Regions from separate parts of the Danio rerio genome. Here region 2 is linked to region 1. The links are chromatin contacts, called in public Micro-C maps. All regions are on one chromosome and are shown on one strand. The core of a region is the stretch at or near the end of the contact, and the rest is flanking DNA. Distances in the headings are between cores, read along the strand shown. Region 1 holds the start of necab2 (N-terminal EF-hand calcium binding protein 2). Region 2 overlaps fan1 (FANCD2 and FANCI associated nuclease 1).

What was found. Hi-C and Micro-C count contacts between places; a contact is called where the count stands out from the background.
Region 2: a contact with region 1 is called in a Micro-C map of caudal fin, with 11 times the contacts expected there. The contact joins the enhancer-like site here to the promoter of necab2 in region 1. A contact is called at or near these places in 2 of 18 Hi-C or Micro-C datasets (caudal fin and an unstated tissue).

Annotation. Positions count from the first base shown.
Region 1 is chr18:22,792,696-22,800,336 of GRCz12tu, forward strand. necab2 (N-terminal EF-hand calcium binding protein 2) reads left to right here and starts at 5,595. Exons shown (of 13, transcript NM_001328213.1): 1 at 5,595-5,926. The coding sequence starts at 5,609.
Region 2 is chr18:23,076,637-23,083,366 of GRCz12tu, forward strand. It overlaps fan1 (FANCD2 and FANCI associated nuclease 1), which reads right to left. Exons shown (of 14, transcript NM_001045081.2): 11 at 6,469-6,572; 12 at 6,163-6,357; 13 at 2,104-2,232; 14 at 1,561-2,000. The coding sequence ends at 1,863. Among named protein-coding and RNA genes, the nearest start is that of mbtps1, 5.2 kb to the left of the region's middle. Within about 2 kb of position 3,870, at least 1 of the 62 cell types and tissues checked has an H3K27ac peak or open chromatin away from gene starts, as enhancers often do. A contact at or near this core is called in caudal fin, where this site is marked.

The DNA.
Region 1 (7,641 bases), core at 4,345-6,844:
AAACAGCTTTTATTCTAGCCGAAATAAAACAAATAAGACTTTCTCCAGAAGAAAAAAATATTATCAGACATACTGTGAGAATTTCCTTGCTCTGTTAAACATAATTTGGGAAATGTTTAAAAAAATATAATAACTCTGACTTCAACTGTACATAAAAAAGTGAACTCTATTGTGTTATAAATCACATTGTTGATGGTTTTATTCTAAGAAATGTATTGTTTAAAATTAGGATGTTACCATGGTAACTTTTTCGCTAATGTTCGTTTGTGAAGTACATGCTTCACTGAATCAAATTTATGTATTTATTTAAATAACATCTAATTTATTTATAAAACATATTTAATTTTTTTGTGTTTTGAGGGACATCTCAAGAATTCACATTTAGCTGATGATTTATTATAAATCGTGTTTGGCATGGTGTCCCGGTAGAGAGCCCTGACCTCCTAAGACTTGAGAGCTTTTGCAAAACGAGAGGGGAGATTCTCGAGGTAGATCACGAGAACTCCCCTGCTGTAGTAGCTAATGAACAGATAGGGTTTGCACTTAGAGAGGACTACTTAATAGGAGCATGTCTATGGTGCCGATATGGATTAGTCAGTTAACTTAAGTTGCATGTTTTTGAACAGTGGGAGGAAACTGGAAAACCTGGGGCAAACCCACGTGAGCACAGGGAGAACCTGTAAACTCAGGACAGAAACGTTGGCTAGCTTGGTAAGGACTAGAACCAGTGACGTTCTTGCTGTGAGGCATCAATGCTAAGCCACTGTGCCACTCATCTAGGAAAGGAATAGTAGGGTGGAAGGGGGGATTCTTCAAAACGAAGATGGCTGTGATATGGAACTTAGGGTATTTATAGTGACCTTAGGAATAGTTTAATTGGTGAATCATAAATTGGATAATGCGGGACCATCCGCAAGCAATCAAAAGCAGGTGATCCTCTTGAAATTAGTTTATAAATAAACTTCACTTAAAGTATTCTGACCTACAGTAACCGCTGATTAGCTATTTCAGAGGTTACTTTAGGTCAAACTAAAAAAACTATGACTTTACTTTTAGGCTATACAGTATCTAGATACAAACAGCTATTTTACTAGAAAATTGTCTATAATAAATAATCATCAGTAAATATAAATTCCTTCGAATTCAATTTTAGTTAGCTTTGTTTTTACTGACACCTTTGTTTTTCCCTTATATTTTGTATTTTATTTCTATACATTTACCAAAATGATTGCATTTGAAGGCTAGAGCTCTGAACGCTTATGCGTTCCAGTAAACATATTACATACATGTATATTGAAGCTGACAGAATGTCAAAAATGCCACAGCGTGTCCAACCTCAGATGACGGACAATTCCCTGGTCACTCTCTTCCCGTTTGAGGCTGCCAAGCCAGAATAACCGTTCACCATTTCATTCAGCCCCCTGCACATTCCCTGATATACCACTGAGTTTGTTTATGGGCAGAAAACATAGACCTGTCACTGCCACACACAAACCGGCTGTGAGGGGTGTTGATCTGAGCACGTCCAAAGACAAGGGATTACCGCTTGTTGTAATTATCGTGAAGAAGGAGTAACAGGTTGCTGTGAGTTGCCCTACATTAAAGAGATGCATCCAATCTCTTTTTTTCCCTGTTTGGCTAAATGCCTCACTATAGGAACGCAGACTGTAGGGGGGTTGTACTTGGTGCCAATTAAATAAAGGCCCTTTTAGTTGCAATGACTTAATCACCCCTCGTAAAGGGCAGGACCGGGGAGCCTTTCAACACTCTTTCAACTCACAAAGGTCATTTCAGACCATTATGGAGACAGTAAGGTAATGAGGGATTTTCTAAGCGAAGGAGAACCCACCCCAAAAACTATCAAGCTGCTGTTTTTTTTGTCCTTGTGTGAAAAAAAATTCTGTACATGTTTGTTTGTTAAGCAACAGACATTAAAGGGGTGGTCCAGAGTTTATTTTTAAGGCTTGGTGGTGTTTATAAGATGCAAAGCAATGTGTGCTCATGCTTCATTTGTAGAAAATCATGTTATTTTTTCATAAATATTTATTTGATTATATAAAGCTACTCAGCTAACATGAAAACCACTATCATATTTCCTAGTTCCTGTAAAAGGCCTGTCCTCAAGAGGCTCTGACTGGTCAGCTAACATAATGTGCTGTGATTTGCAGATTAGCTCCACGACATATTTGTGTCATAAGCATGTGTAAGTAATATAAAAGTTTCCCATATCTTTTGCTAGTTTGTTATTTGAAATGTACAAAGCAGGGAAAGCGGACGCATAGAGAGACACTGCAGCGCTGGTAAAGATTGTGGGTGTTTACAGTGGTTTGATATACTCTATATGAATTTGCAGCTAAAATGTTAACAGTGCCAAACAGCATTTCACGTTGCTTACATCCTTGTTTACATCCTTGCCACAACATACCGATAATAGAAACTGTGAATGTAATAGATAGATTTTAACAAATAAAAATACTTACAGTTTGTGGCTCACAATCCACAGCTTCTGCTATTATGGTTAGAGCTGCTCTTATATTAAATAGTTTTTAGCCGAATCCAGCACTGAAGTGGGAGAGATTCTGGAAGCTATCCTTTGTCAAATGCTAGCTTTATATACTTTTACCATTCTCTGGAACATAATTAAAATTAAACTGTAAGGCCTTTTGTCTTTGTGTTGTGTCCTTTGTAAGCTCAAATACTGAAACAGAGGAAGCTCTGTGGAAATTTTAGCGTTTGGATGGCATTTTAGCTTTCTCTGCTATAACATTACTGTGCCTCTGGCCACGCCCCTCTGTTGCGTGGAGTGTGTGCGCATGATGAATGTTCGTAACCTGAAGCATTTGTGATCTCACTAGCCTGGATGTATTTTTTTGTAGTGCCCAAATTTATTCACTGTAGGCTTTCCTAAGCTAACCCTGTAAAAGCCAATGTCTCACTTTGCATTGAACTTTAAGAGTATTACATTCAGAGATATTGTTAATGTTCACACAGCTACATTACACATCAACTAAAGTTCAAAATATGATATCACTTTGGACCACCCCTTTAAGAAATCATAAAACATTATAAGTTGTTTGAATGGGCATTTACAGAGCTCTGTATCCATCAAAAGTTGCACATTTTACTTGTGTGCAAAATCAGATGACGGTATTTGTGAATAAAGCACTCTTTCTGTCTCATGTTTTTGAGAGAATAACCTTTAAGAGAAACATGGTTGATTTATCAGCAGCTCTTTTTCCTTCATAAAAATGTGTTGTGCATTATTTTGATGACAAACTTTCACTTTGAAATTCTCACAATGCTTAAAACAACATTTGAGATGGTGTTAGATGAGATCCCTCCACTAGTTAATGCAGTTACTCAATCACATCATCACAGAGACAAAATCATATGACTTTTTTATTTTGCATAAATGAATTTATTTGGTAAATGTGATTCAGTTGAAGGCGTCACGGTGGTGCAATGGGTAGCACAATTGCCTCACAGCAAGAAGGTCACTGTTTCAAGCCCTGGCTGTGTCAGTTGGCATTTCTGTGTTGTGTTTGTATGTTCTCTCTGTGTTCGCATGGGTTTCCTTCAGGTGCTTTGGTTTCCCCCCAGTCCAAAAACATGCACTGTGGGTGAATTGATAAAGCTAAGTTGGCCATAGTGTATGTGTGTGAATGCAAAATTGTATAGGTGTTTCCCAGTGATGGGTTGCAGCTAAAAGGGCATCCACTGCGTAAAAAAACATATGCTGGATAAGTTGGTGATTCTTTCCGTTGTGGCATCTTCCGATGATGATGAATGAATGAATGACTCAGTTGAACGCTTTTTTTTTAAAGTGTACTGTATGCACATATTTACATCCAGTGTTTCTTTATGCAAGATCCAATAAAGCACATAATAATAGTTGGATAGACCTAGAAACTGATTTTTTATCATTATTTTTAAAGGTCTTTAATCGTACATTTTTATAGACTTTTAGTGACCTTATTCTTCACTGTGGAAGTGTACTTGTTTTTGCAATTGTTTTAGATATACCAATTTAGCTGCCAATAGAGGAACTCATTCATTCATTCATTCATTTTCTTTTCGGCTTAGTCCCTTTATTGACCTGGGGTTGCCACAGCAGAACGAACGGCCAACTTATCCAGCATGTGTTTTACGCAGCGGATGCCCTTCTAGCTGCAAACCATCACTGGGAACCCATACACTCTCATTCACACACCTACACTACAGACAATTTTAGTTCCAATGGCTGCACCTGCTCGTACATTAAGAATAAGGTCAATCGTGAAGACAGGAAAGCATAGGGAGCAGAGAAAGGGGTAGTATAGGCAAAGGACCTTAAGCTGGGAATCAAACATGGGTGCTATATGTCAACGCACTAACTACTAATCCATTGGTGCCAACAAAACTGAAACTTTTTTGTGGATTTCTGCCATTCCTTTATAATAGAGTGTTTTAGGGGCCTGGAAATGCAAACATTTCAGATTGTGTTTCAGAGAGAGTGTCTACAAAAACTATACCATTTTAATTTCTGTGTACAAAATACAAAAATATTTTGTCATGTGCATGCATATCAATTTTTGCTGATACAGTATGAGCAAATGGGAACACTATTAACAACATTGTCTTTTTGTATGCCAAAAACTTTTAACTTAATGCAAAGACTTCACAGTTTTTTGTACATTTGGTAAAATGGGGGTTTTGTTTAAAAAAAGATGCAAATTTTTTTTCATTCAGAATTATAGGTTTTGGAACCTAGAAGTTATTCAAGTGTTTCTTTTCACTTCTTTCCACAAGGTAAACATGGTAACAGTTTGCCGATTTGTTGACAATGTATGGCACAGGTGTCAAACTCAGTTCCAAAAGGGCCGCAGCTCTGCACAGTTTAGTTCCAACCCTAATTAAACACACTGATCAAACTAATTGAGTCCTTCAGGCTTGTTTAAAACCTACAGGTAAGTGTGTTGGAGCAGGGTTGGAACTAAACTGTGCAGGTCTTCGGCCCTCCAGGAATTGAGTTTTACACCTTCTGAGTATGGTATGAATCACTGAAAATGTATTTACTGAAAGCAACACATACTCCATAAATTATAATAATTTGCTTCATCATAAAACAATAATGCACATGCATAATATAGACTTGAATGTATATAATCAGTTGTGTCTTCTTAAGTTAGTGGAAATAAGGGGATATTTAATCTAAAAATGAAAATTCTGTCATCATATACGCCCATCATCACAATCAGGGTAACCATTGGCTCGTTTTTCGCGGGGTTATTCCTGGGTTTTAATACAGCTACCGTTAAATTGGCTACTTTACAGAGATGAAGTAGAATATTTGGTAAAACAGGACTAAAATAACTACCATCATTAATTCAAAAGTTATTGTCTGCTATCAGTTCTCTTAGTTGATCCTCTCTCTAAATTGCAAATAATGCATTTTCTCTCATGTATTGTATCTTATTCTACTGCAACTGTACTAAATTCATGGCATTTACTTAACTGCTCCAATTTGGAGTGTCAGAAGGGCTGAGTTTTGGGCTGGGAGCCGCTGATGTCATAGCAGAGGGAGGGATCGCCCCCATAGCGCGCAGCATGAACGCTCCGCGGCAAAAGGATGTGTGAACAAGCAGCGCGCTACTGCAGGGACGGCGTCCACAAACTGCTCCACAAAGAACAAGCAAAACTCCGGGCACAGGACAGCAAAGACCAGCCCACACCCGGGGCTCAGGACAGCGAGACAGCGACGGCTGCACAGTCCGGAAACAGCGGCGCACAGCCCGGTGGAATAGACGGGCTCGTCCGCTGGATAGTCACCAAGATGAGCGACAATAAAAGCATCTCTACCCGGGAATACGCGAAGGAGGAGGCGGCGGTGGCTCAGGAGCAGTTCTTCGCGCCGGAGCCTCGAAAGGGCATCTCAGTCATTTTGGATGTAGGTGTTTCATTTTCTCTGTGTTATGAAATATGAAGTGCGCGCGACCGTTCAACTTTTATTCGGTTTCCCGAATAAAGTAATGAACTAATTTATTCATTAATTAGTTGATTAATTCAGTAACCTCAGAAGAGTTTTAAGCATTAATTAGACATTAATGACTCATACACAACTAGTAAGCCTTTGATGCTTTGGGAATACAAAAAGCAATTGCACTTTATGAATTTATCTACTTTTAACTTTTAATTCTGTCTTTATTTTTTCTTTCTTTTATGCATTTCAGTTGCATGTTGTTATCTAACATGCTTTGCATACTTTAATACATGGATTTTGTAATTCTGATTGGTTAGTTGCAAGCAATCAGTTTTTGTACAGTAACCTAATTGGACATAGTTGACGATAGAAACATACCAGAAACATACTACTTTCGCATATCTCTCCGCGCACTCGGAAACTAGTGCCACCGAGCGATTTTAAATGGTCATCAAATGGTGATAAAAATTGTCTAGCATTAAATTTGGTGTCTGTCTAATTCGCAAAAAGCCTAAAACAATGGAATGGTGAGTCTTAAAAGTCCCTAAGCAAGCAGAAGAGCTACACAGAAAGACAGAAAGTTTAAAGATTAAATCTAAATTTCAGAAAAACAAATTTTCATTCAATGTTTTTGTTTAATTTATTACTATTATATGATTGCAGTGTCCTAATAACGCCTATATAATGGACATTCTTAGCAAAAAATCTAGAAATACAATGAAAAATAACTTAAATAAATAGTTTTTGTTCAAGGTAAATCATTTGAGTAGCCATTTTTGAAGAGTAAAATAATTTACAGCTGAAAGACCCCCCTTCAGGATGAGATAAAGCCCTCCCAATGGCACTCTATAACTGCATGCACACGCGCTGTCCCAGCCGTATCCAAATACTGTTCAGCTTCTCGAATGTGCACTAGAAAAATCAACCCAATTATAAAACACACCAAATATTCTCTAGTAGCTACAACGCTGCATACATTTGACTGTACCTTTCAGCATCTTGAGCTTATACAACAGTTTTCTTTTGCTCTGAATTTATCTCAGAGAACCTAAATAATTTATTGTGCTTTTCCTGTGAGCCTGGCAGTTATGCTTTGTGGTTGGCTGCTGTGGCGAGGTCTCAGCAGTATTGATTTAGTAGGTCAAAGTATTGCCTCAGTATTGTTCTTCATTGGTGCTGGATAATTATCTGATGGACATACCTCTCGAGATTTCCACATTGCTTTTAGGGGGAGAAGTTAAAACGTTTAAGAGAGTGATAATAAAGTAGTTCAGTTCCAGACCCAGATACAGTCTCAGGTAACCAGAACATATAAGGGGACGAAAACTAATTAAAAACCTCAGGAAAGAAAAGCCAAAGGCACCAGATGCACCCTAGTGTAAATACAATAGTGGAGGCGGGGTTATGCAGATAATGAGGTGCTGTAGATAATTTGTCTTTTATGGATGGTGAGCATGTGTACACGATTTTCTCGTCGAGACTTAAGATACGGAGCACAGCTGCTTGTAAGGGAATTGATTTCCCCCTATACTTTCTGAGAGAATTCCATTACTTATCTCAATCTTGACACGTCTTCTGCAATGTCTGTTCCAGAATCAGCCTGCATTGGTAAACAGCTGAGCGCCATTCATTATTAGAGTTTATTCTGAAAGTGTCTGAAGCAGCTATGCAATTGTAAAGAC
Region 2 (6,730 bases), core at 2,620-5,119, 280 kb after region 1:
ACTGAGTTGCTGCCATGTGATTGGGTGATTAAAAAATTTGCATTAACGAGCAGTTGGACAGGTGTACCTAATAAAGTGGCCAGTGAGTTTAAGTAATAAAAATAAACAATATTAACAAGAGACATTGGCAGAGTCGTGTCGCCATGCTAATGACTTCTTACATCCTCGATTTCTGGTTTGGTGTTATAAAAAAAAAAAAGAAAACAAAACGCTTTGTGCATTTTATTATATTGCACAGAGAAGCATTATTACAGTAAACTGTACTAAACTGTATTTAGTATAATAAAACAGTGCTGCTTCTTTCCCAAAATCAGAAGACCGGCCAAATAAAAACGTATTATTCTAATCGACTGTGGCATAATAAATCCATCGTGCTAGTCTCTCATTAGCAATTGCTTCAGGGATCTTGCTTTACTTCAACAGCATTACTTGTCCTTAAACTACCATTATAATGTCTTGAATACTTTAGCTTATTTATAAACCTGATTTCTGCAAGAAAGCCTGTACGATGTAATGAAGACTGCAACTCTTAGTCTCATTAAACTACTTTGTTTGTTGGGAATACAGGCCCTCTAGTGGCAAAAATTACACACTGTGCTTTTGAGGATAAATGTCAAAACAGCTTGCCATGCAGATATCTTAATAAATGCTTGTTAATTTTACATTAAGGTAGACTGAATGATAGCAGACATGTTGAGTCAGGCATTCACAGTTGCTGGCAGGGCAACAACAGACTACAGCATGCAGTAGTATGTTTGCTGTCAATACCCTCACGTACAATCATATTTTTGGGAATAAACATCCAATATTTATACTCATGTCATCTTTTCACAAACTCCTCAAATAAAGCAGCTAAAGTATTGCATTGTGCAGCCAGTCAGAGAACAATTTACACAATTTAAAAAATATATATTTATGAGCATTGATTTTGAAGACTAGCAGTGGAAATTATAAATGATTTAGAAAGCTTCTAGATTAAACTGCATTTCATTCAACATTTTGGAATACAAAAAAACATTAAATTTACGTTAAGGTTTTGTAGGTTTTTTTGTAACTTATTTCATAAGTGCAAGCAGGATATTACTAATATAAACTATTTATTTTGTGTTTTTTATAATTATTGAATGACTAAAGTAGTGGGTTTTAATGCTACCTTGTTCACCTCTGTTGTTCAGTGTTACATTGAAATTTACTAACTAAACATTAAGAAAATTCAAGTGCCCTTTTACAAGCATTTACCTAATGAATGTGCTTTACAGAGACATGCAAACTTCATAACGAAAGGCATGCTTTACTAAAACAACAGTGTATGGCATTGTTTTGAATAGATCTTAAAAAAGAGCTAAGTTTGACTTCTGCAACAAAAGAGTATGTTTAATTCTGGCTGTCAGACGTGAAGGATATGCTTGAATGAATATGCAGTGAAAAGGAATGTGGTCATGCATAGTTCTTTGACCACAATAATAGACATAACAAAACATAATGGAATCCTATTTTACGAGCTGCAACATTATGTGCTTATGTCTTGCATCACTATTTAAGCATTATTAACATTTCAAAAACCTTTTAAAATGCTTTTATTTAATTTCTTTAAAATGATTTATTCTATAAATGTCACATTAAAAAAGTCATTCAAATATATTCTCACTTTACAATGAGCACAATAATAAAAGTCAGTCAATCAGCGCCATGAGGTAATTTAACAGTCTTCAGATGGGGAATAAATCCCCTTAGAGTGCCTATTAATATTCTTTTCTTACATCAGATCAGTGGCAAATTGAGGTCAAACTTTAATGCATCATTAAATCCATCCAGTGTTGCTTCAAGCATTTCTAACTTTCCTTCTGAGAGTGACAGCAGCTTCACTCCCGTCGAGCTCCTCGTGCTCCAGTAGCCGTGACGTGACACACTTCTACATCTGCCCCGAGTTTACGCAGCTCATCCAGCCATATCTGTTGCTTCTGGGACAGACGGTCATTAGGGCCCTTCACTTCCACCAGCTAGAAGGCAAATGTATCTCAAATGAGCAACATTTAAGGTCCCTACACCACCTTAGTAAAGCATTTAAAAAAAGTTACTTTTTGGAGTGTTTAAAAGCCTCACCTTATACTTGTTGCTGGAAGTACTCCAGACCACCAGATCTGGAAGTCCTCCTCTGCAGTGCCTGTAGTCTTTGGCCATTCTGAGGAACACACCACTCAAGAAGTGGCCACCAAGGCATGCCACTAGACTCTAAAATATAGAGAAAATAAAGCTTTAACATTGTGCTTGCATCTAGGAACATGAAAGGCCCTATCAGACACGGCGCAATAAGGCACAAGACGGGTTTAGCATGATTTTTTTGCTACTTTCAGGTCAGTGCAAGCCTAATTTTCACATTTTGCGTCATGTTGTTTAAATAGCAAATACATTTGCACAACTTTATGGACTCAGTTTTACCATTCAGTTTTTCCACTTACAAAGTCTGCCATGTAAGTAGCAAATGTGTCATGGCGTGACGCAACTGACTGTTAAAAGGAATGGGTGATGAGACTCTGGTTGGTTTAATGCACATTATGTTCAAACGCAAACACCCATAACTCATTAAGAGAATAAGCCCAACCCTATTAGACCATGCAGCGCAGCGCAAACCATATTTTTCCATCCTTTAAATAGCAAAAGCAAATTCGGAAACGTCCTAACCCTAACTTTTGCGGCATGCAACTTTGTGCCTAGATTGTCAAAATAGAGCCTAAAGTGTCTCAAATTGGTCTACCACTTACAGCACAATGCAGAAACAAAACATCTGATTGAAATAATATGCACAGCTAGCGTTTTCCAGCCAATGATGAACTTCCAGTGAAAGGTTTAGGTGACTATTTTCAATTTCATAAGGTTGCTTTCACAGCATCGATGTTGTAATGTAATTAAAATATAATCAGTTAAATAGACTTAAGCATCCAATTAGTTGTTAAAGCCTACAAAGAGATGAAAGACCGTTTAAATGCAGGCACCGTCATTAGCAGCAAGCTAGTGCAGAAACTCAAATGAAAATACTGAACAGAAATGAAAATACTGGGTTAAAATTCATTTTTATATTTTGAAGACATGGCGCAGAAAAATAGAAATTAATGCAGTGCTCCTTGTTTGGTCTGATACCCACTTTATATTGTATCTCAGCCAAGCAGTGAAGATCGCTGGCGATTTTGTATTGGATGACAATTCACAGGAAACCCTGGGGACTGGCTGACTGAAATTAAAAGTCTGTGTGCATGTACTCCATTTCATTTCCAGATGCTTCCTTAGTCCTTGTTGAGTATCATTGACTACCTTTACAAGGACATCAAAATTGAATTATTTGCCTTAATCTGAATAAGAAAATAATATGATTAAGGTGTTTACATGAGTTGCTTTTTAAAAGTTTATTTCATGATCTCGTTTTACATGTCATAGCACATAATTCGATTAACATCATTACGTCACCACGCTATCCACAAGACATGCAATTGATGTGTAGTTCCTTTACATCAGTTATAACAAGTGTGTTACATTAAAAATTGTGCAATTCTGAGTGTACTTAATGCAGGTGAGTAGGCTTGACAAACCACCTGCAGGAAACACTGTTTTCATTACCATATGAAACAGATACTTTATTAGAAACACTCCACTTTCCAGGGCAAACTTCAAGCAAATCTAAATAGGTTTTAAACATGTGAGTGGGCCTGAAAATAAGTCTGCAGAACAAACTGGCCAATCTATGATAACAGTGTATGGAGTATGCACAGGTGTGTATACACTGAGAATCAAGAAGATGTGAATTACCTTAACACATTCCGGTACGGGTGTGCTCACACTTGGCAGCTTTGGTTTGATCAAAACAACTTGATTGCCCTGTCAGTGCAGTCTTTTGAGTGAGTGTCAATGCCACCAACTGAACTTAGGTGTGAAACAAACAAGCAGATCGAGACTGCTAAAAAGACAAATCCCATGCAGTTCAACTATCATAGTCACAAATGTTCCCAGTACAATTCAATACAGGTGTCAGGATCCTTGCATCTTTATTTATGTGTGACAGATGAATCCCTGATGATGCTTTGACTGCTTTAGTTCTCAGGTTTTAAAAATTCCAATTATGCACACATAAAGCATGTTTGGTTCAACACATAACACAGTTCTGGATGTCCAGTAAGTTCTGTCACAAGGTCTTTTTTCTCTGCATGTTTAAGTTTTGAATTAAACATGACAATGTCAAGGCTAATGCCTCATTTCCAGTGAGCAACACGGTATAATTCAGTACAGTATAATCTTGTATGGGTCACCCTGAAGTTGACCAGGCATGTGTTTCCACTGCCAGGAGTGTTGTATGCTGATAAGTTGAGATCAACATTATTCTCACTTAAAAAAAAGAAAACTGTACTATCCATTTACATATCGAATCCTTTCTGAACTCCTTTATTATTTCAAATGTAGACATGCAGCAAGTGTGAGCAAATAAAAACAAAAATGCCCCATGTGTTTTTCACATGTTTAAATGCAAGACGTGAATGGCCCTGTAAACAAAAATAGAGGACATACAGCAGATCCTGTTCTTGCTTCCTGTCATGGCTGTTTGCCTCAAGAAGAAACAGGCTTTGTTTGAGCATAGTTCATTGCTGCACGCTGTCACAGTAGTTTTGACTGTATTTTTCAAAATGCTCCTTTGTTGTCTTGTTACACGCACAAATTACGTTTCTCTGTAAAAGTGAGTCTATCACACCCTTTTGGTACTGTTGTGCTAGATACTTTTACAAAATGCTCACAAAAAAGTGGTATGGTTTAGATTTTAGTATTTCTGACAGTGGAAATGGAAATAAATGTGTACTGTACTGAACTGAACCCCACCGATCAGTAGAACGAGCCGTAAGTTAATAAGGACTTTTGATCTGTGGTCAGGACAGAATGATACAGTGGCTGAGAGAGTTTAACACGCTGCAATTTAAGAAAACAAGTGCAGTTACAAAAAAACAGTTACAACCAGCAAATTGAGAAAATATCTTTATCAGTTTGACAGCACACTTGCTGCAAATCCTCACAAAGCAAACACATTATTAAAATATGCGCTGCATTTTCTTACAGCGCAAACAATTAATAAAATGTGCTGCATTTTCTCACAACGCAAACACTTTTACAAAAATGCGCTGAATTTTCTCACAACACAATGTAAATGTTTCAAGGAGACCCTAAAACGTGACAGACCCAACTATTTAGGTTATGGTTATTTAGGCTAATAAATACTAAAGACATAGGAATCAGAGTATCAGGCATCATAACGACCTGGTTGACCATAGGTTATCAATTTTTTTGAAATTTCTTATTACTATTTATCAGAATTTTGCGAGCATATTATTCAATATACGATGTGGGTCAAAAAATATTTTCAAGGAGTGCACCTTAAAGGGTTAAAATAAACAAAGAAAAAAAAACTCACCTTTTAAAGATCACAATAGTCATGGCACAGCAGCGTCCCTCAAACATGGGCCCCCTTGAAACATTTGTTGTGTTCCATTCTTTTTGTGTTGTGGGAAAACGTAGCGCGTGTTCGTAAATTGTTTGCTTTGTAAGAAAATGCAGCGCATTTTATCAATTTGTTTGCGTTGTGAGAAAATGCAGCACGTGTTCGTAAATTGTTTGCGTTGTGAGAAAATGAAGTGCGTTTTTTTAATTTGTTTACGTTGTAGGAAAATGCAGCATATTTTTTTTTATATGTTTGCGTTGTGAGGATTTGCAGCAAGTCAGCTGTCAAACTGGTGAATATCTTAGTTTTTTGTAATTGCATGTGTTTTCTTAAATTGCAGCATGTTAAGCTCTCTCAGCCACCATAGAATGAACCAAGAAAAACAAAGTACAATTGTGAACACAACCTAAATACAAAAATAAAAACAAACCAACAAAGAAATTCAAAACATATTTTTTTTCAGAGCAGAACAAACAATCTACAGTTCAAGAGAATGGCCTATTTCTTGCCTCAGTTGAGATTCAGAAATTACATTTGCAATACCATTATTGGCAGACTTCATTGCCAATTTGAATTATACTTTTGAAAAGTAATCAATTTGTAAACAGGCTTCCTCATTCAAGCTGGCGAAGGCTATTACTAAGATAGTTGTTGTGTAAACAGACTAGCAGTATAGAGTGTGTGATTACCTGTGCCTGCTGAGGCGTGGAGAATCGCTCCCAGTTTATCAGCGCACACACTCTTCCCTCCTGCGTGCTCCACACATCAGCGATCAGATCCTGCAGTGTCTCTACAGATGCCTCACGCAACATCTCTGCACGAGCCTCGATGGCCTCCCGCCGACTGCCATAGAAACAATCCGTGTGCAAATCCAGAGGACACGTCTGGGAAAGGGCAGGGAGTTATGAAATTATTGACCTGTGTGTGTGTGTGTGTGCATGTCCTGACCCTTAATGTGAGAATCAAACAGCATTCTTTCCTTAATTATTCTGTACCTGGTAGGGGTTTAGGAAGACATCAGGAACCCCGTCCATGAAAATGATGTCCCACATGAGGAGTCCAAACAGGGTGGAAAATGTAGATCCTTCTCCATGAATACCTTAAAACAGCAATCCGATCTTTGAAATACATGTACAAATCCATGCACTAGTGCAGAATTTTCAACAACAACAACAAATAAATTAATAAAACACTCAATATTAAATAAAAAAAACTAATGTTGTAGAATAAAAAGCATGCAAATGTGTTGTTATATAG